Regions from separate parts of the Mus musculus genome. Here all the other regions are linked to region 4. Evidence: chromatin contacts called from public HiChIP or PLAC-seq, Micro-C and promoter capture Hi-C data. All regions are on one chromosome and are shown on one strand. The core of a region is the stretch at or near the end of the contact, and the rest is flanking DNA. Distances in the headings are between cores, read along the strand shown. Region 1 holds the start of P2rx7 (purinergic receptor P2X, ligand-gated ion channel, 7). Region 2 holds the start of Atp2a2 (ATPase, Ca++ transporting, cardiac muscle, slow twitch 2). Region 3 overlaps Anapc7 (anaphase promoting complex subunit 7). Region 4 holds the start of Ccdc63 (coiled-coil domain containing 63). Region 5 holds the start of Atxn2 (ataxin 2).

The links. Promoter capture Hi-C pulls out the DNA fragments that hold promoters and counts their contacts. Hi-C and Micro-C count contacts between places; a contact is called where the count stands out from the background. HiChIP or PLAC-seq counts read pairs in DNA pulled down with a chosen protein or histone mark.
Region 1: a contact with region 4 is called in a Micro-C map of embryonic stem cells, with 2.6 times the contacts expected there. The contact joins the promoter of P2rx7 here to the promoter of Ccdc63 in region 4. A contact is called at or near these places in 4 of 39 promoter capture datasets (cranial neural crest, embryonic stem cells, erythroid cells and 1 more), 6 of 484 Hi-C or Micro-C datasets (B cells, the Ba/F3 cell line, Th1 cells and 3 more), 4 of 115 datasets of contacts at active chromatin or transcription factors (T-cell acute lymphoblastic leukemia, bone marrow-derived macrophages, memory CD8 T cells and 1 more) and 1 of 9 other capture datasets (adipose tissue).
Region 2: a promoter capture Hi-C map of erythroid cells shows a contact between it and region 4, with 18 times the contacts expected there. The contact joins the promoter of Atp2a2 here to the promoter of Ccdc63 in region 4. A contact is called at or near these places in 4 of 39 promoter capture datasets (cranial neural crest, erythroid cells, neutrophils and 1 more) and 4 of 115 datasets of contacts at active chromatin or transcription factors (the 230-238 cell line, extraembryonic endoderm stem cells, large pre-B cells and 1 more).
Region 3: a contact with region 4 is called in an H3K27ac HiChIP or PLAC-seq map of cardiomyocytes, with 4 times the contacts expected there. The contact joins the enhancer-like site here to the promoter of Ccdc63 in region 4. A contact is called at or near these places in 1 of 115 datasets of contacts at active chromatin or transcription factors (cardiomyocytes) and 2 of 9 other capture datasets (adipose tissue and pancreatic islet).
Region 5: a contact with region 4 is called in an H3K4me3 HiChIP or PLAC-seq map of embryonic stem cells, with 13 read pairs. The contact joins the promoter of Atxn2 here to the promoter of Ccdc63 in region 4. A contact is called at or near these places in 5 of 115 datasets of contacts at active chromatin or transcription factors (the SCID.adh cell line, bone marrow-derived macrophages, embryonic stem cells and 2 more).

The regions. Positions count from the first base shown.
Region 1 is chr5:122,642,056-122,645,528 of GRCm38.p6, reverse strand. P2rx7 (purinergic receptor P2X, ligand-gated ion channel, 7) reads right to left here and starts at 1,602. Exons shown (of 13, transcript NM_011027.4): 1 at 1,331-1,602. The coding sequence starts at 1,455.
Region 2 is chr5:122,500,119-122,504,054 of GRCm38.p6, reverse strand. It overlaps Atp2a2 (ATPase, Ca++ transporting, cardiac muscle, slow twitch 2), which reads left to right and starts at 1,830. Exons shown (of 20, transcript NM_001110140.3): 1 at 1,830-2,487; 2 at 3,107-3,124; 3 at 3,242-3,324. The coding sequence starts at 2,370.
Region 3 is chr5:122,437,137-122,441,144 of GRCm38.p6, reverse strand. Anapc7 (anaphase promoting complex subunit 7) reads right to left here. Exons shown (of 11, transcript NM_019805.4): 7 at 2,899-3,016; 8 at 1,630-1,826; 9 at 835-1,059. Among named protein-coding and RNA genes, the nearest start is that of Anapc7, 17 kb to the right of the region's middle. Within about 2 kb of position 1,349, at least 21 of the 459 cell types and tissues checked have an H3K27ac peak or open chromatin away from gene starts, as enhancers often do. A contact at or near this core is called in adipose tissue and cardiomyocytes, where this site is marked.
Region 4 is chr5:122,129,962-122,133,602 of GRCm38.p6, reverse strand. Ccdc63 (coiled-coil domain containing 63) reads left to right here and starts at 1,638. Exons shown (of 12, transcript NM_001384199.1): 1 at 1,638-1,682; 2 at 3,198-3,314. The coding sequence starts at 3,306.
Region 5 is chr5:121,709,869-121,713,747 of GRCm38.p6, reverse strand. Atxn2 (ataxin 2) reads right to left here and starts at 2,139. Exons shown (of 25, transcript NM_009125.2): 1 at 1,472-2,139. The coding sequence starts at 2,112.

The DNA of each region.
Region 1 (3,473 bases), core at 353-2,852, 510 kb before region 4:
GCACTTCACACCCACTAGGTTAGTTCCAGTCTGAAAGCCACAGCATCGCCCGTTGGTGAGGATGTGGACAGAGTGGAGACGGATGCTCTAAGGTGAAAAGGTGAAGCTGCCACAGAGGACAGTCTAGCAGTGCCTACCAGGGTGCATGCAGTTGTCACATGACCTAACAAGTCCCCCTCTCCCACCCCAGCCCCAGGTAAACCCAGGAGAGATTAGGACATATGTCCAGGTAACAAAGAGAGAAGCAACCCCAAGTAAATCTGGTGAATGAGTAAGAAGTCTCTAGAGGGCTGTCTACTTATATAGTATTGTACTTACATACAGTGGAGTGTTATCCAGTCATAAATAGTCTACAGCATCAACACACTCGCTCTAACACATACCTGAACACTGAAAACATGCTAAGAGGAAGAGTCAGTCGCAAAGGACCGCATGCCATGTGATTCTATTTATATGAAATATATGTGTGTGTGTATACATACACATATACACATACACATACACATACACATACACATACACATACACATACACACATACATACATACATACATACATACATACATATGTAAATCCACAGGAACAGAAAATGGATTGGTGGGTCCCTGATCTAAGGGACAACCTTTTAGGCTGATAAACAATGTTCTTGTTTGGTTGGTTTTGTTTTTCAAAAAAAGGGTTTCTCTGTGTCGTCCTGGCTGTCCTCGAACTTGCTTTGTAGACAGACAGGCTGGACTCTGCCTCCCCAGTGCTGGGACTAAAGGCATGCACCACCACACTGGGCTGAAAATGTTCTTGATTTTGGTGACCGCTGCACAGCTCGACGAATACATGGAAAGCCATGGACATGAACACTGTAAATCAGTGAAAGTCCGGGGTACACATTTTGTACCTTCATAAGAGGTTTTTAAAGGACCTCCAAGATGCTCTAAAAACGACATTTGCAAACCTGGTTCTATCTCTCCTAAGCAGGAGGATAATTCAGAGCCCACAAGGGAAATCCCCTTATCTCTGTGGGAGCCCAGGGTGTTGGCCTGTGTCTCCCAGGTTCCCCGGGCATGCCCTGCCCTGCTCGCTCATCTTGGCAGGCCTTGGCTGCAGTTGAAAAGGCCAAAGGGAGGCACACAGTCTGCCACCCTCTCTCTCTGCGGCTTCCTCCAGCTACAGCCAAGCACAGCTTCCTCTTACTGTTTCCTCCCAGCGGGCTATGAGAGTGTGTCTCAGATTTAAGGACCCACATAGAATCCAGCCAGTGCACCAGCAGCTGCCTCGTGGGGCTGCCGACGCTGTACAGTGCTGCAGAGATCGGCCCATCCCACGCCCCGCTTACCTAATGTAGGAAAAGACGATCATGTGCAAGACCCACTTGACGGTGCCATAATTCGTGCTCTGGATCCGGGTGACTTTGTTTGTCTCATACTGCAAGACATCGTTCCAGCTGCAGCAAGCCGGCATGGCGACAGGCTCGCTCTGTTCAGGCTGGACTTGGGCTAGACCTACTTCCCAGGCTAGACCACAGCAAACCCTCACCTAGGAGCAGCCAAAGGAAACACACCGATTTCTCAGCAGGAACGGTTAACTTCCAGTTCCTCCAGTGACTGCAGCGGGGGCGGGTCCTGGCAACTGCCCTGAATGTGAGTGGAATAAACAAGAACCAAGTCCTACAGGCCTGGCTGGCAGATGACCCCGCCCCGCTAGCCTCCCCCAGACGCCCGCACAAAGATGGTGTTCAGAAGATGGGCATTTTTAAAATTCCCCCTCCCCACCCCCTTTCCTTGTGCTCTTTTGGAACTCATTTCATTTGAGAGAAAAGGGCAGTCCTTCAAATGTTGTAAGACCCAGTGTGACTCAGACAAGGGCCTAGATGCGACCACTGCCTCAAGCCCCCCCACCCCCACTCAGACCCATCCATTTCTTTTGTTGCCTGTTTGAGACCTGTTCTCAAGCAGCCAGGCTGACCTTAGATTTGTTACTCACTCAAGGCTAGCTATGAACTTCTGATCCTCCTGCCTCCACCTCCCGAGTGCTGGGATTATAGGTGAGCCCCACCGCACCCCACAGAGATTATCCCTTTGTTTTCCGGACAACCCTTTGTTCAGTCCACATGTACAGGTGCACCCGATGACTGAATGGCATCTTTGTCCTCCGCTGCTCCACGGGATACTCTGGTCTGCCAAAGATGGCTGCCAGATCAGATTCATTGTGGGATGGGAAGATTATATCCACGCTTGTCTCACTCTCTCCTCCATCTACACTTCATCCTGCTCGGGACCCGGGAGGTCATCTCATGGTCCAGTCAGTCCTAGACCACCAAGAACAAAGCTGCATCCAGTATCCCTCCTGACCATGGAGACACCTCATGAGAGAGGACCAATGCTATCTCCAAATAGTAGAAGAGGTAGCCTCATTGTAGAATTCTGAGGAAGGTGGAGTTGAGAGGAAATCTTGTTTGGTTGATTTTTTTTTTTTTTTTTTTTTTTTTTTTTTGCTGTGCGGTTTTGTTGTTTTATTCTCTATTTGTTTTGTTTTGAGACAGGGTCTCGTGTAACTCAGACTTCTCTGTAACTTACTGTGAGGCTGAGACTGACCCTTAAGCCTTCATCTTTCCCACACCTCCAGCTCACAAATTCTGGGACTATAGTTGCGAGGGACCACACCAGGGCTGAAACCCTGCTCCGACAGGCTGTAGGAAAGCAGGATGTATAAAGCAGGCCTTTCCCACACGGTTTACACAGTGGATCGGTGGTCCTGGGTGATAAAGACCCGATCGTCCTCAAATGAGGCACCTGCAGAGCCTGGTGTCTGAGGCTCTGTCCTAACGTGGCTATGGCTGCTGCTTCTCTGAGACCTGGAATCTTCCAGGCACAAGTGGGATGTTAGACGTTAGAGAAAGGAAGCAACAGTCACTCAGGCGTTATCCCTCCCTAGGGAGAAAGAACCATCTCCCCGCAAGCATCCCAACCTACTGCTGTCTTGCCTGCTGCATTATGGGCCAGGCAGACTTACATGTTTCCAGCCTAACTTAATTTGTACTTTCTCCTCCTTATGATCTACATCAAGGCCCCTGCCCCTGTTGGCTCCAGTTCAAGGGACTAGAAGGCAGTGATGCTAGATGCGTCTCCCAACCCTCTCTGTTTACTCGGGAGGCCCCGGAGGGGTAAGGGCTTCCCTCTGTAGCCCTCTCTAGCCAGCACACTTTTTTTTTTTGAACATTTATTTATTTATTATATGTAAGTACACTATAGCTGTCCTCAGATACTCCAGAAGAGGGCATCAGATCTCGTTACGGATAGTTGTGAGCCACCATGTGGTTGCTCGGATTTGAACTCGGGACCTTTGGAAAAGCAGACGGCGCTCTTAACCACTGAGCCATCTCGCCAGCCCCTAGCCAGCACACTCTTACCGCTTTCTCTTAACTCTGCCCTGACCTTTGTCGCTACTCTTTCAAAACTCGGAGGAGTACAGTAACCTTC
Region 2 (3,936 bases), core at 581-3,080, 370 kb before region 4:
GAGGGAAAAACTGGGAACCCGTGTTGTAGGGTGCACCTCCAGCCCCTGAAGGAGGGGACTACAGAACAAAAGCCAAACCCAGTGAGCATCACAGACAAACTAAGAGAGGTCATGACCTTCCTACTCTCAGTGCCCCTTGCTGTAGGTACGACAGAACTGGAATCCAGCTAGGAGGGAGACCCACCAGCTCTCCATCCCTCCCACCCTCTCACCCCCCACCTCGCAGGCAGTCACCTGATCCTCCAGAAGAGGCTGTGACCTAACCAGTTTCCACCTTGCTTCTAGGGAGTGCATTGCTATACACTAGAATTTTTGTTTGTTTGTTTCGTGTAGGGTTCTGTTGGTCCTGTTCCAAGTATCAATCAGAACTGCGTGCCAGCCTCCACTCCTTGGAAATAATTAAATGAAGTGACGTACTTGATTTTTTTTTTCAGTCGGGTAAAGCACCATGATTTGCATCTGCTGAAGGAATCTATCTTAAGTCTTGAGGCGGAGCCTTGTGGGACGTCTCAAGTGATTGGGGGGGGGGGGTGGCGTTGCTAAACACTCAAGAAGATGAAATGCTTTATTTTGCAATCTATGCCCTTCATGAAGCCGCATTTTGTGAAGATATTTGCAAATTCAATGCAAAGGGCCTCCTCCCTGTTAAGTATGGCTTCCCACATTCCTCTGCTTTTTAAATTTATTTTGTATGTTTTAGACAAGGTCCAACGTGGAAGACTGCTCCTAAACTCCTTCAGTGTCTGTCCATGACCTTGAACTCTTGATCCCGTGGCTTCCACTTCTGTTCGTGGGATCACAGGCGGGCTCCGTATAGCCTCTTTATATTGGCAAAATTACCTTGCATGCTAGGCTCTGTACAGACCTCACAGAAACAACAGATGATCTGTGGTTTAAGAATAGATTTGGGATTGAAGGCTCCTTCTCTCGCATTGGGGGAAGTGGAAGTCTTATATAGCAGCCATCATTTGGAAGCCAAAGCCAAGCCACCTAGCATAGCTGCTACAGCATAACCTGTGACTTCTATGCAGACGTGTGTCAAAGGCTGTGTGAGCTACTAAAAACGAAATAAAACTTCCTCCTTCCTCCCCCAAGAGTGGGATTCCCTGTCGGGGCACAGAACCCGCAGGGGAAGGAAGGGCTGGTGTTGGCGTGCGATGGAGATGAGGCTTTCGGCTGGGGGTGTGGGATGCGGTGTTCCCGAGGCGACAGATGAGCGCTTTTGGCTGTGTGGGAAGGGAACTGCGGAATTCCTCCCCTTGGTTGCTGAGGGGGGCTCTGAAGGAGACATTAGGATGCAGAGCACGGCTCGCGCTGCCCAGGACGCGGAGGCAAGCCAAGGACACCAGTGCGAGCGCGCCTCGGCCCCCCTGCGTTCCCGAGCCTCCCTGCCAATGCGCGGTCCCAGCCAGTCCCCAACCTCAGCGGCAGGGCAACCAGCACAGAGCGCCCACCCGTGAACTCCGCGCTCTATCCCCGCGCGCGGTCGATACGGGAAAAGCCGTGGCCCCGGAAAAGTCAGGCTCACCCTCCGCCCGCGCCGGTGGCCGCAGCGCATCGAGCACAGCGTGGACGCAGAGGTGGCCCTGGCCCCGTGCGCGCGCACAGGCGCCGCGCGCGGCCTCGATCCGGGTTCCTGGGGGGCGGCGCGCGGGAGGAGGCGGGGCCTGCTGGCGGCGTGGGCGCGCGGTGCGCGCGCGCGGGAGGGCGCCGGAGGAGGGGGCGGGGCCGCGCCGCCCGCGCCGCGCTGGGGGCTCTCTCGGCCAATGAGCGGCGTCCACATGCCGCGGCGGCGGCGAGAGGGGAGGCAGCGGCGGATAAATGCTATTAGAGCAGCCTCCGCGGAGCCGTCCCCGACGCCGCCACCTCCCGTCTCCTCCGCCGCAGTTCCCTCCGCCGCCGCTGTCGGGGGTGCAGAGCTGAGGGGCTCGGGCCGGCGCGCCGCGCAGCTCCTCTCCCGTCGCCTGCCTCGCGGTTCCCGGCGCCGAGGGCTCGGCCCGGCGCCGCTCCTCATCTGCGCCCCGTCTCCTCGGCGCAGCGCCCGGGGCCTGCGCTGCCCGCGGCCGGCTGGCAGCTGCTGAAGCGACCCACACTCGCGGCGGGGCGGGAGGCTCGCAGTCCCTCGGGCGGGCTCGGCGAGGCCGGGCCGCGTGCGGCGGTTTCTGGGGGAGGGGGCTCGGGTGATTCAGCGCCCCGGTCAGGCGGAAGCGGCCGCCGCCGCCGCGGAGGAGGAGGAGGAGAAGAAAAAGGAGGGGACAGCTGTCCGCGCCCGGGCGCCCGCGGTGGCACGAGCCCGCGGCCGGAGTGCGAGGCGGTAGGCGAGGAGGCCGCGGGGACGCGAGGCGAGGCCGGCCGGGGCCCCCGCAGCCATGGAGAACGCTCACACAAAGACCGTGGAGGAGGTGCTGGGCCACTTCGGGGTCAACGAGAGCACGGGGCTGAGCTTGGAGCAGGTCAAGAAGCTCAAGGAGAGATGGGGCTCCAACGGTAGGTGCGGGGCGCCGGGGCTGCAGCGGCGCGGCGCGGGCCCGAGCGCCAAGGAAGATGGCTGACCCGGCTCCACCTCGTGGGGCTTGGCTCGGCGCGGCGCCCGACGGCTGCGAGAGGCCGGGCGGTCCACGCGCGGGTCTGGGCCATCGCCGACCTCTAGGGGTCTCGAGCCGGTGACCTTCCCGGCCGGCGCTCAGCGAGTCGGATTGGGGGGGGGGGAGAGGGAGTGGGAAGGAGGGAGGAGGTTCCTGCGGCTGGGCTGAGTCCCCCGCGGATTTATGAGGCGTCGATGTTGTTGAGAAACCCTCGGACCGTTTCTTGTGCTCCCCAAAGTTGCACATCTGGCAGAAGTGATGACCCAGCTGAAATGACTGCATGGTCCTGGAGGCCGGAGAGGGCTTACGGGCAGTTCCGAGGCCACTGATTACCAGGGCTGAATAATTTTCTCGGGGTATCAAAGTGGAGACAGATTGTTGTACGTTCATACACCTATATCCGCCATTCAGACAACGATGGTGGTGAATTTAGCAGTTTTTAATAAAAGCGCTAATACAATATCTTCATTTTTCTTTCTGCTTTCCTCCTGACACGTTGCTGTCGAATTTCGGCCTTCTAGAATTGCCGGCTGAAGAAGGTAAATAATATTAACATGTTATTTTGGAGAGATGATGTGTGCAGGCTGATTGATGTGGACAATTGAAACAAATGGTTTGTTTTTTTTTTTTTTTTTTTTCCTTTCCTTTTCTAACAGGAAAAACCTTGCTGGAACTTGTGATTGAGCAGTTTGAAGACTTACTAGTTAGAATTTTACTGCTGGCAGCATGTATATCTTTCGTAAGTATTTAAAAAATTATTTTGTCTCCCCATAAAAGTTGAAAGAATTTCGTTGGGACACCAGAAAATAAATAATTACCATTGAGTTTCCGTGTTTAAAAACAAACAAACAAAATAACTCAAGAATTAGAGGGGGGAAAATGATAGAAGCTGTTTTGCTTAGGTTACAGTGCAGTGAGAGGTGACCCCTGACTGCGCAGGGTCTCTGGAATTCTTGTGTCTCACCAGTTTTTAGTATCAGAAAGTTCCTCACTCTAAGTCCTTTTCTGTTGGGGTTCTTCCATTTGTTATCATGTTGTAAGATCACACTACGATGATGTTGGGCACTCTGTAAATAGATCGTACAAAAGGAATATTCCAGTTGCTTTGCCTTCCTGGTGGTGGCAAGGTGACAGTTGTTCCTGACAGTGACAAGAATGATGACGGCAGTGATGGCACCACTGTTGACCAAATTTGGTCACTGACCTCTAGGGTGGCATCTAACCTGGACCCCTGTCTTGAGTGATTCCTAGAGTAAGAGAGCAAAGTTCAGTATTCTTGGTTCTAAATATTAAAGAGGGAATAAAGGTGAAGGTGGGGTTTTTGTTTGTTTTTTTTTCTTTCTTTCTTTCT
Region 3 (4,008 bases), core at 100-2,599, 310 kb before region 4:
TACTGCATCTTTAAAAACCATGTGTTACATTAACTTATATGGAGGGGCAAGCATGCCACACACAGCACGTGGTGATGGTCAGAGGGCAATCTGTGGGAGCTGCCTGTCTTACCGTGTAGGTCTCAGGACTGACCTCGTCAGTCTTAGTGGCATCGTTACCCAAACCACTAAACCTGTTCCCTGAAACTTCAAAAAAATTTTTTCTTTTGCAGACAGGCTGACCGGGAACTCACTCTGTAGACAAGGTTGGCCTCAAATTCACAGATCTACCTGCCTCCCAAAGGCTGGGATTGAATGCGTGCACCACCATTGCCCAGCATATATATACTCTTAAACGTAACAAAAATAGAAAAGAAAAAAAAAGAATTCAATTTTATTCCCAAACCAGTGAAAGCACAGAGATTACCGTGGGTCAGAACAAACGCCCCCACCTCCTGTGATAGCCCATGCTGCCTCTGGACTCCGGATGCTAGCAAGAAGGCCAGTGGCCCTGCAGTAGAATCCCGAGCCAGAATACCCTCTTCATAGCATCATATAAACTTAGGAATGTGCCAGAAGCAAGAAGAACAAAACTCAGAGAATTCCCATGGCTCAGAACTAGTCAACTGACCGAAGGCTTCTGGACCAGACTAAACTAGTTCAAAAATAAAGTGAGATGAACACAACAACTACCAAGTGGTGTTAGCTGGTTTAAACCAACCCAAGCAGGTCTAAGCCACATCTGGCTGTGTAAAGCACTTTAGCAGGCTCAGAGCTGCTCGGTCATCTGTAAGCCTCAGGGAGAGGAGGATGCTGCGGGGGAAGGACAACAGAACATGCAAGTGTAGTACTCACTGAGCAGCTCTGCTTTCTTCACCACGGCCTTGACGTAGTCCGGCCTCTGCGCCAGGGCTTTATCTAACAGAGTTTTGGCTTTCTCCTGGGTCACTGGATCTTCCAGACACACGGTGGCTAACAGCGTAAGCGTCTGAGCGTTTGCACCCAGAGTTTTGTAAACATTGTTGGCCATCACCATTGCTTCTCGGATGCTGTTAGAAGCTAAGTAACACTCTATGAGACCTGAAACACAGAGAGCAGAGATGCCAGGCAGGATGGCTCACCAGCCCCTCCTGAGCTCTGCCCCAGGCTGCGCCCACTCCCGCAGCGCCTTCCTTCACTCTAGTGTTCTAAGGAGCTGTGAAGAATGACCCAGCAAGGCCCTCTAGCTATAAAAGCAGATTTTTCTTTTTCTTGACTTCAAATTTTTCTCTTCAACTTTGACCTCATCTTCCTGTTACGAGGCAGACTGCTGAGCTTATTGTTAATTCCTACGACGAGGTCTAGAGGGACAGGATCTTGGAAGAGCTATTTTAGTGTCAGTGACTCAGTCACCAAATGTCGCTAAACCTGGCACAGCTCTGCTGGGCTGCAGTGACATCCAGCCTCAAAAGAAATATTAACAATAAAAACTGTTTTAAAAAGCAGCTCAGCTGCCCAGGCTGGAGAAACTCAGAGTTCCGTGTCACAGCTGCTGCTTTCCCCAGCTGCCCTGCCTCTAACACAGCACAGCACCAGCAAACTCTGACCAACACCACTGCCATCTGGGCGCAGCTGTCAGGCCGACACCGCATCGGCAGGTCCCCGGCTTACCTTCGTAACAGTCCAAGCGACAAGGCGCAAGCCTGATGGCCTCCCGAAAGTGTATGATGGCTTCCTGGACCCTCCCCATGTTCCTAAGCGCCGCCCCCTTGAGTAACAGAGCCTGGACGCTGTTGCTGTTCAGCTGGATGGCCTTGGCACCTAAGTACAGGGCCCGAGAGTAGCGCTTGCTATAGAAGCTGTGGCATCTGGGGAAAAAAAAACCACAAGTTCTCTGAGAGAAGCCTCTGAAGAAGGCTTAACACCAGACTATAGAGAATTTCTGAATCCTAGCACTTGGGAAGCCGACAAACTGTCTTTAAAAACAAACTAGGGCTGGTGAGATGGCGCAACAGGTAAGAGCACCGACTGCTCTTCGAAGGTCCTGAGTTCAATTCCCAGCAACCACATAACCATCATAACCATTGGAACGAGATCTGACTCCCTCTTCTGGAGTGTCTGAAGACAGCTACAGTGTACTTATGTATAATAAATCTTTAAAAAACAAACAAAAAAGCTGTCCAAGGTGCTTGCAGGCAAGCCTAGTACTTCCTAAGACCTACACTGCTCTTGCTAATTGTTCTATGACTTCCAAATATGTGTGTCAGGTACTGTGGCTCTGTGCTGGTGCGCCTCATCCCTGCCCCCAGAGGCACTGGCATTGTCTCTGCTCCTGTGCCCAAGAAGTTACTGATGTTGGCCGGTATAGATGACTGCTACACTTCAGCCAGAGGCTGCACTGCCACCCTGGGCAACTTTGCCAAGGCCTCCTTTGATGCCACCTCTAAGACCTACAGTTACCTAACCCCCAACCTCTGGAAAGAGACTTGTGTTCACCAAGTCTCCTTATCAGGAATCCACTGATCATCTTGTGAAAACCCACAGCAGTCTCTCTTCAAAGGACCCAGGCTCCAGCTGTGGCTATCAATTAAGAGTTTTTATACAGCCGGGCAGTGATGCGCACACCTTTAATCCCAGCACTTGGGAGGCAGAGGCAGGTGGATCTCTGAGTTCAAGGCCAGCCTGGTCTACAGAGTGAGTTCCAGGACAGCCAGGGCTACACAGAGAAACCCTGTCTAGAAAAAAAAACAAAACAACAACAAAAAAGTCTGTATACATGATCACAATTACAAATTATGCTTACAGCTACAAGCCAGAGATCAGTAAAGAAGCAAAACAAAACAAACATAAGCTAACCAAAAATTAACTGATATTCTCTTTAAAGAATCTCTTTTCAAAACCCCTATTAAAAATGGGGAGAAAGGAGAGTGAACCCCATACCCGGAGACCACCCAGGGCTCTGCATGCTGATCAGAAATGTTGAAGAGGCGGCAGCCAAGGTTCTCCACATCCTCCAGCCGCCCTTCTCGTGCCAGGAGGTAGCCGTAAACATCCATCCCTGAAAGAAAGGACACGGTAAGAGGCTTTTCTAGCAAAGCAGGAAACAGGCCTCAGAAAAGGCAAAGAAGAGCCAGAGAAAATGGTTCAGAGGTAAGAATTCTTCTTCTGGCAGAGGCCTGGGTTCAGTTCCCAGCACCCACGCAGTGGTGGCTCACAACCACGTGTATCTCTAGTTCCAGGCCAAGTGACCTCCTCTTCCGACCTCTGAGGGCATGAACTCACATGGTGCACATACTTACATAAAAGCATACCACTCACACAAAAAACTAAAGAAAAAGTCAGAGAAGGACCTGGGAAATGGCTGTGGGTAAAGAAGACTGTCCCCAAGCTGGAGGAAGCAATGTTTAGTCACCAGGACCCACATGGAACAGACAAACCACTTCCAAAATCTGACCTATGACCTACTATGCACACACATATAACTTAATTTTCAAAATTAAATAAATGTGTGGAGATGCAGCTCAATTGGTAGGGTGCTTACCCAGTATGCAACAGCTCAGGGCTCAACCCCTAGCACCACATAAACTGGATGGTGGCATGGGCTAACAGTCCTAGCATTTGGGAGTTGGAAGCAGGAAGACCAGAAGTTCAGGGTCAAGCTCAGCTACACAGGGAGCCTGAGGCAGGCTGGGCTGCACGACACCTTGTCTCTTAAGTGACTGAATGAACGGCAAAACCATCCAAAACAAGAAAGGCCCTCTTCTGGCCTCTGAGGGCTTCTGCACACACATGCTGAACATAAACTTGCAAGAGTACACCGCACACACATAAAAGAATGGGAGGCAGGCAAAGGAGCAGCAGGTGCTGTGTCACAACTCAGAACACCAGTCATGTCAAGAACCATCTGTCCCTAAGCCTGCAGTGTAGTCAACAGCAGCCCAGAAAAGCCAGCACATAAATGAGCCCCCAGCCCTCAGTACAAGCTTACTATGCTAAGAATGCCCAGTCTCAAAAATAGATGGCCTATGCCCCCAAATGCTGTAGCTCCAT
Region 4 (3,641 bases), core at 389-2,888:
ATTCCTAAGGCCCCCAGAGCCCGCCAGGTTGGTGTCATGTTCAGGGGACTGACTGGCCATTCTGCATCCACTGTTCTGGGAAGGGATAATCCTAACCCATGTTTTTTGTTTGTTTGGTTGGTTTTGGTTTTTTCGAGACATGGTTTCTCTGTATAGCCCTGGCTGTCCTGGAACTCACTCTGTAGATCAGGCTGGCCTCGAACTCAGAAATCCACCTGCCTCTGCCTCCCAAGTGTTGGGACTAAAGGCATGCGCCACCACTGCCCGGCCTAACCCATGTTCTTTATCACTAAGCACACTGCTAGATAAGGGTCTTGTAGGATGTAGACAGTTGCTTGGGTTTGAATGACTCGTAATTAACAGACTCGGGAAGTTCTGAGACGACTCTACCGTGGGTCAGAACTGTGACTCAGAGTCCACTCTTTTGGCTTCTAATAAAAGTCCTGAAGTTGCAGCTCCAGGTTTTCCCAGGGGCCGATGACCGGGGAGGGGTGCCCTATACTTACCCTATACCCGCAGTCACTATCTGAGGAGCTAGCCAACATTGTAGACCATCAGCCACTGGTCTCCCTTAGGCTTGCAACAGGGCTGCCAGCAACCAACAGAGGCAGCATATCTCCTATTTCCTTTTCAGCGACAGCAAAGCACCTTCCTCTTCTCTAACCTTGGGCTGTGGGAAGCTCCTCTGGTGCCTTTGAGACCACGACCAGTAATTATAAGCCCACCCCTGTGGCAGACTCCAGGAAATAATGCACCCCACCCCCGCTGTTGCCCCCAGACATGGTTTCTCTGTGTAGCTCTGGGTGTCCTGGAACTCAACTCTGTAGACCAGGCTGGCCTTGAACTCAGAGATCTGCCTGTCTCCGCTTTCCGAGTGCTGGGATTAAAGGCATCGATAGATCCACTGCCTGGCACCAGTTAGTCTCTTAACGTTCCTAGTCCAAGCATTGACTGGGAAGGATGGGCTGATTTGGGTATCTGACCGCCGTGGAGACTGTCTTGCTGTGTGTGCTGGTTCCATTTGTTTACCGCTGGCAGCTTTGTTTGCTCTAGGCTACACTGGGGGCGCACGCGAGGGGCCGTGGCGGGGGTGGGGGGGTGGGGGTGGGGTGGGGCTCGTTCTTCTTGGCAAGAGGGCCGAGTTCTGCACCCAGGAAGAACCGCGATGGGAAACCTTCGCCAGAGAGGCATGTTTCTAACCACTGCCCACCCAGTGGCAGACAGTGGAGAGCAGCCGAAACAGCAGGACCCGAGGGCAACTTCCAGATGGTGAAGGGCGGACCGGGGTAAAGTCATTGCCTAACCTGCCCCAGGTTTAATCTCCAAACTCTGAAAACAAGTCGTTTTAGGTCACTGTGTAACAGAAAGGAGGTATTTAATGGTGAAGCGAGAGGAAAGAGAGTAGTAACCCAGGGAGGGAGGGAATGGAAGCTGGCTTGGTGGCCAAGGTGGCCAAGGTGTTTGACACAGGGCAGCTGAGGGTAGCCCAGGAATGCGTTGCCCTGTCCCCTCTGGTAAAATGCGGGTTCTCCGTGGGTCCGGTTGTCTCGGCTGTCCTTAGAGAACGCGAGTCGCCGCTGTCACAAAGGCGCGGGTTCCAGGGCGGAGAACGCGGGGTGCGGAGCTGGCTGCCACTTAGACACACGAGCCGCCACTACCGGGAGCCGCGGGAGCCGTGGGTGGTAAGTTAGGGTACACACAGCGCCCCCTGCCGGGGATGAGCAGAGGTGAGGCAGGAACCAGCCACTGCCACCATAAACGCTCCCCAAACTCAAAGAGCTATATGTGCTCTCAAGCGACTGTGTATTTATTTATTACGTATCCATTCACTTACAGCACAGACTGACCTTGAAGTAAAGCTACAGCCAAAGATCTTGACCTCATGATCTTCCTGTTTCCACCTCCCGCGTCACTCAGGCCAGCACCACCACGCCCACCTTTTGTTTTCTTTTTAAAACAAATTGATCACGTCGTGAGGGTGGCTGAACCACAGCTCAGTTCCCCACAACACTAAGCACACAGTAGGCGCTTGTTTGTATGCCAAATCGACTTAGACATTCACACTGCCACAACTCTCATGATTTATAAGTCCCCAGAAATTTCATTTCAAATTGTCTCATGAAAAGTTCTTCCTGTCTGGTGTGATAGGACGCGATCCAGTGACATCTTCTGGTCTGGCTAAGCCTTGAGGTTTTGGTGTTTATGGTTTCTCTCCCCATGCTAGTATGATTCATAGAGCCCCATGGAACTGGCTGACCTAGATTCCCCAGGTTAAAATTCAGTTACTAAATTCTCTCCAGTGTACAACAGGAATTACTGGTCCACGGAAGTGGGAGGGGATTATGCAGATTAGGGGAGGGCGTGGCCCTCCCCACTGTCTAGATGGGGAACTGAGGCTCCAGAGAGCAGCACAGATGTACCTGAGGTCCGTTAGAGGCTGGGCAAGAATGTGAATGGAGAACCTGGAATTCCACATAGGACCTCGCAGTTTCTGGGACACAGTGGGCCTAACAACCCTTTGGGGCTTGTCTGCTAATGTCCCCACTCCTAAGTGCCTCTGGGCAGGTAGCATTCAAGTTCTGATATGATAAAATGTTCCTCTGGGTTGCTGGTTGCTGGTTCCTGATCCTAGAAGTGGGGTATGGGTGGGGTAATCACAGCGTAGGCAGGGTTTCAACTCTGTTGTGTGTGTGGGTGTGGGATAGGTATGTATCAGTGGGTAGTGCTGGCCTAGCCTGCATGAAGTACCGGATATGGTAGCACATGCCTCTAATCCCAGCACTTTGGAGGTGGAGGCAGGAGGATCAGGAGATCAAGGCCAGCCTTGGCAGCATACTGAGTTTGAGGCCAGCCTCGACTACAGGAGACTCTGTCCCAAAGTCAAAAAAACCAAAACAGCTCCATCAGGTTGATCATCAGAGGCCTCTGTGCCCCTTTCCTTTAGAGATGTGAGGAGAAGGGTAAGTGACAGGCTGGAGCCATCTGCCCAGGTCCTAATAATAAACTGGGGAGCGGAAGAAGTTCCGGTGCGATCGGATCTTGGGGGGAGGGGCTCTTGTTACACCCGGCGCCATCTGCTGTGTCCCCTTGTATGCCAAGCTGTGGGTGGAAGGGGACTATGGGAGGGAGGAGAGGCGCATGGGTCCTCACTGCCAGCAGGGTGGCCCACTTCCTTTTTCCTCTCTCATTCTGGGCAGGACATTGCAGACAGAGGAGACAAAGAGAGACGGAGAAAGAGGTGGGCTTGCTGGCTTTGACCTCCAGGACCCAGTGTCTAAGCAGAAGGGAAGCTCAGATCCATCTCAATGCCAGTGGTAGGTGACAACAGCTTGTCACTCAATGTCCCTTCACCTACCCATCATCCCTACCCCACCATCCTAACTTTATAGATGGGAGGCCAGAGATAGTGACTTTCTCAAAGTCTCCCAGTGGTGTAGGACTTAAACTTAGGAACCTCATGACTTCTCAACCCAGTAAGACACTACTCCATCGAGTTTGACTTGTCACCTGGCAGCCCAGGGTGGGTCTACCCTACGACAGACAGGCACATGCCATCACCCCAGGGTGGGCTTCCCTTTGTCCTGGGAACCCCACCTGGAGACTTCTCTGGTCACCTGGGCCTCCTCTTTCTCTATCTTGCC
Region 5 (3,879 bases), core at 890-3,389, 420 kb after region 4:
AAATGCCTCATGTTAGGGAAAATTGGGAGTGTGGAGGAATAAAGTAAAAAACATACTGTTCCCAGAAGAATTCCCTAAAACCTCGGCTCTGATTCACCCTAGGGGTTAACTTCTGCTGTAGAGGAACACTCTCTGGAAACGGACAGCAGGACAATGCGGCTAAGAAGAAAACTCCGTACAAGAAAAATCCCCTTGCCCACCTCCTAAGTCCTGGATGTCTATTTAAGGAGGAGGCTGCTCCAGGCCCTGCCAGCCAGGCCTAGGCCAGAGGGAGGCACAGTAGTGCCTGTAACACAGGGGCACAGGGGAAAAGGACTTGCATGCCCTTGGTAAGCTCTGGCGGCGGCGTTTCCCAAGTTAAGGACACCGGCCACAATGGAATGGAGTCTATTGGCATCTGCCTCTCCGTTTTAACACTAAGCATTTTCTTAGTTCGTGAAATACGAACTGACAAGCACCCCCACCACTCCCCACCCCCGCACGCACACACCCTCCAGAGTCCAGTCACACAGGACAGCACCCCAGCCTACCAACGAGATCGGGCCCAGGGAAGGGGAGAGGGGGACCAGGGCGCAAGCCAACACTCGGGAGTTGTTGCCTTCGGACCCGCACCAACTCCTCTGTTGCGGCGCCTCACCCCTAAAAATTGCAGGAACTGGGCCGGGGGGGGGGGGGGTTGGGAGGGAAAATGCGGTGCGTGTCCAGAGCCCGCGGCCAACCCACCTCAAGAGTCCGGCCCTCGCCCACCTCTATTCAAAGGCGCCTTCTGCTCCGCGGACGAGGAACAGCAATGCGGATCGGCCACCACCCGCGCGCAGGGGACCTTGCGGGGAAGGAGGGAGGCGGGCCTGGAGGGAGCCGGGCACTCCCACCCCTTCCCCAGTTGGGGGGGGGGAGGGGAAGAACGGCCCGCTGCGGGAACCCCGCCGCCCCAGATCTAAAGGGGGATGGGTGCGTTAGGCCGCTGGCACCCACCTCGCCTCCGTCGCCCACCTTCCCAGGGTCTGCGGGGCGGGGGATAGATATGCAGGACACCCGGCTTGACCCTACCTGGGGCGGCTGGGCCTCAATCTCCCCTCCTCCCTCCCGACTCCCCACCCGGCAAAGAGGCTCATTTCAGGAGAGGATCCCCCCACCCCCTGCGACCCGCACCCAGGCTCAGCCGCCCTTCTATCGGGGGGGGGGGCGCAGCAAGGGGGTGGGGCGGGATACCAATCGCCCCTGGCACACCCGGGAGGGGCAGGGGGCCGCCAGGGCCGTCCATCTTGGCCGTCTGGGGGGAGGGGACGCGATGGTGCGGGAGGCTGGACACGGCCCGAGAAGCCCGAAGGAATCTGCCGGCGCCTCCCGCCCCTCCGCGGGCCCCCCGGCACATCGCGAAGCCGGCCGGTCACGGGGCGCGAGGCGGGGGAGGGGACGAGCGGCGCGGGATCGGCCCGGCGCGGAGGGGGCTGGGGGAGCTGACACCCACCTGCCCAGGCCGGGACGCCCGCCGCCCGCGGCCGCCGAGGAAGACGCCACCGGCGCGGCCGGGGCCGGCACCACGGAAGCCGAGGTCACCGCGGCCGAGGCCGGCGCGGCGCCGGGCGACGAGAGCAGGCCGCCGCCGGGCTTGCGGCCAGTGGCGGGCGCGGGCGGCTGCGGCTGCGGCTTCAGCGACATGGTGAGCGGCCCATACACCGGCTCGCACGCCGGGCGGGGACAGCCGGGTGCCGGGCGCGCCGAGGAGGAGACGCCGGAGCGCGGCGGGGACGCGCGGACGCCGGGCGGGCAGGCGCGGGCCGGCGTGGCCGCGGGGGCCAGAGGCAGCAGGACAACGACGAAGGGGCGGGGAGGCCCGCAGACACCGAGCAGCCGCCGGGAGCCGGGCCGGGACGCGCCGTGGCCGTTGCTACCAAAACAGTCTGAGGCGCAGGGTGGCGAGCGCGGCCCGCGGGGAGGGGCGCCGGGGCCGCGCGGGGGAGGGCCGGCGGAGGGATACGCCACCGCGCCGCCCCGCCCGCCGCGCCGCGCCGTCCGCGGGAGCGAGCGCCGCGCGGCCCAGCCCGCCGGGCGGCGCGGCTCGGGGTCCCCCGCCGCGGGCCGCTGAGCGGCGGCGGTGGACGAACGCATGGGACCCGGGCTGGCGGACGCGGACGGGGTTGACGCGGGCCTGGAGGGCGCGGAGATGCGAAACAGACCCGGGGCGGGGGAGGTGTCGGGGGTGGGGGGGGGGACTCTTTACCGGAAGTCGGAAGGGTCAGGCGGAAGTCGAACGTGAGACGGCCCGGGGGGCCGATCAGGGACACGTGAGGAGCGGGGCGCAGCGCTGGGCCGCGTTCGCTCTCCCCGGGGTCGAACTAGGGCCGTGGAGGGGGCCAGGAGGGATCCGCCCTCGCCAAGGCGGGTCTGAACTTCGGGATCTGCTTCGGGGACGGGCGCCGTGAGCTGCTCGGGTGTCCTCGACCCCCTTGGAGGACCTTGATTTCACCCCACCCCCACCCCACCAAATCACAACTTAGAGGATGGCCTGCGGGCACCTTCGGGGCGGGGACCTGCAATCGGGGCCTGGCACACAGTAGGCCCCCAGGTGCCACTGCGTGCCGACTTGCCCTGCCAGCGTGGGGAAGCTTGCCGCCTCAGAAGCCACCGCCAGCTGCTTCACTTTGCCCCACTTTATTCACCCCGGCGAACTGTTGGGTCTCTGACCTTCATTTGAACCCTCTTTTTTTTTTTCCCCCTAGCTCGCTCGGACTTCTTAGTTCCTCCTTCAGGGGACCCGAAGGGAAATGGACCTGATTGGTAGTAGAACTGGGTGATGGGGTCTCCCTCGGTGAAGACTAAACAGACTTTCCCAAGAATGTCAACTTTAGACCTTGACCCCTTTTAAAAACTTTTACTTTAACTCGGGAAGGCCACCAAACACTGGTCCGTTTTTTTTTTTAAGGTGTTGTAATTAAATTGGAAACAAATGGTTAACTTTTTTCAAATGAGTTTAAATTGGTTTTTTTTTTTTTCTTTCTTTTCTAAGTGAAATTGCTTAAGAAGGTGATGGGCCGAGGGAAAAAAAAAAACCCTCAACCTATTAAAGTCATTCCAGTGAATTAAAGGCAGGCATGGTGTTCTTGCCTGTAGTACGAGCACTTGGGAAATGGAAGGAGGATTAGACAGTCAAGGTCATCTTCACCTTCATGAGGGAATTCTAGGCCAGGCTAAGCTACAAGAGACCCAGTCTCAAGAAGGGGCAATTCAATGAAGAGTTACCCCTGGTTATGGCACATGCCTTTAATCCCAGCTCTGGACAGGCAACTGGATCTCTTGAGTTCCAGACTTGTTGGTCTACATGGATTTTTTTTTTTTTAAGTAGCTAGCAGATAGCTCAGAAGGTAAAGGCCCAGGCTGCCTAAGCTCACCACCTAACTCTCAACCCTGGAGCTGGCATGTGGAAGAAGAAAACTTAAATGCTTGGAATTGTCCCCAGCCCTCCACCCTTGGATTGTGCCACACATATATAAGCAATATAAGTATGACCTTGTCGGTGGTGGTTTTTGTTCTTGTTTGGTTTTTTCCGAGACAGGGTTTCTCTGTGTAACAGCCCTGGCTGTTCTGGAACTCACATAGATCCACCTGCCTGCTGAGATCAAAGACCTGCTTCACCATGACTGGCCATAAATATGACTTTAAAAAAAAAAGAGAGAAAAATGGATCTGGGGTGTCAGTTTTAGATAGGGAGTATAGCATTGCCTCTCCAGCTCCACACCCCTGGTCCACCTGTGAATAATTAAAAAGAAAAACTTAGAACGTATATAAGAGTTACTAGTAGTCCAGTTGAAATTCAATTAACCTACATAGCCCAAATAAAAATTGTCATATTTGGTGAACACTTTCTAAAAGGTCATT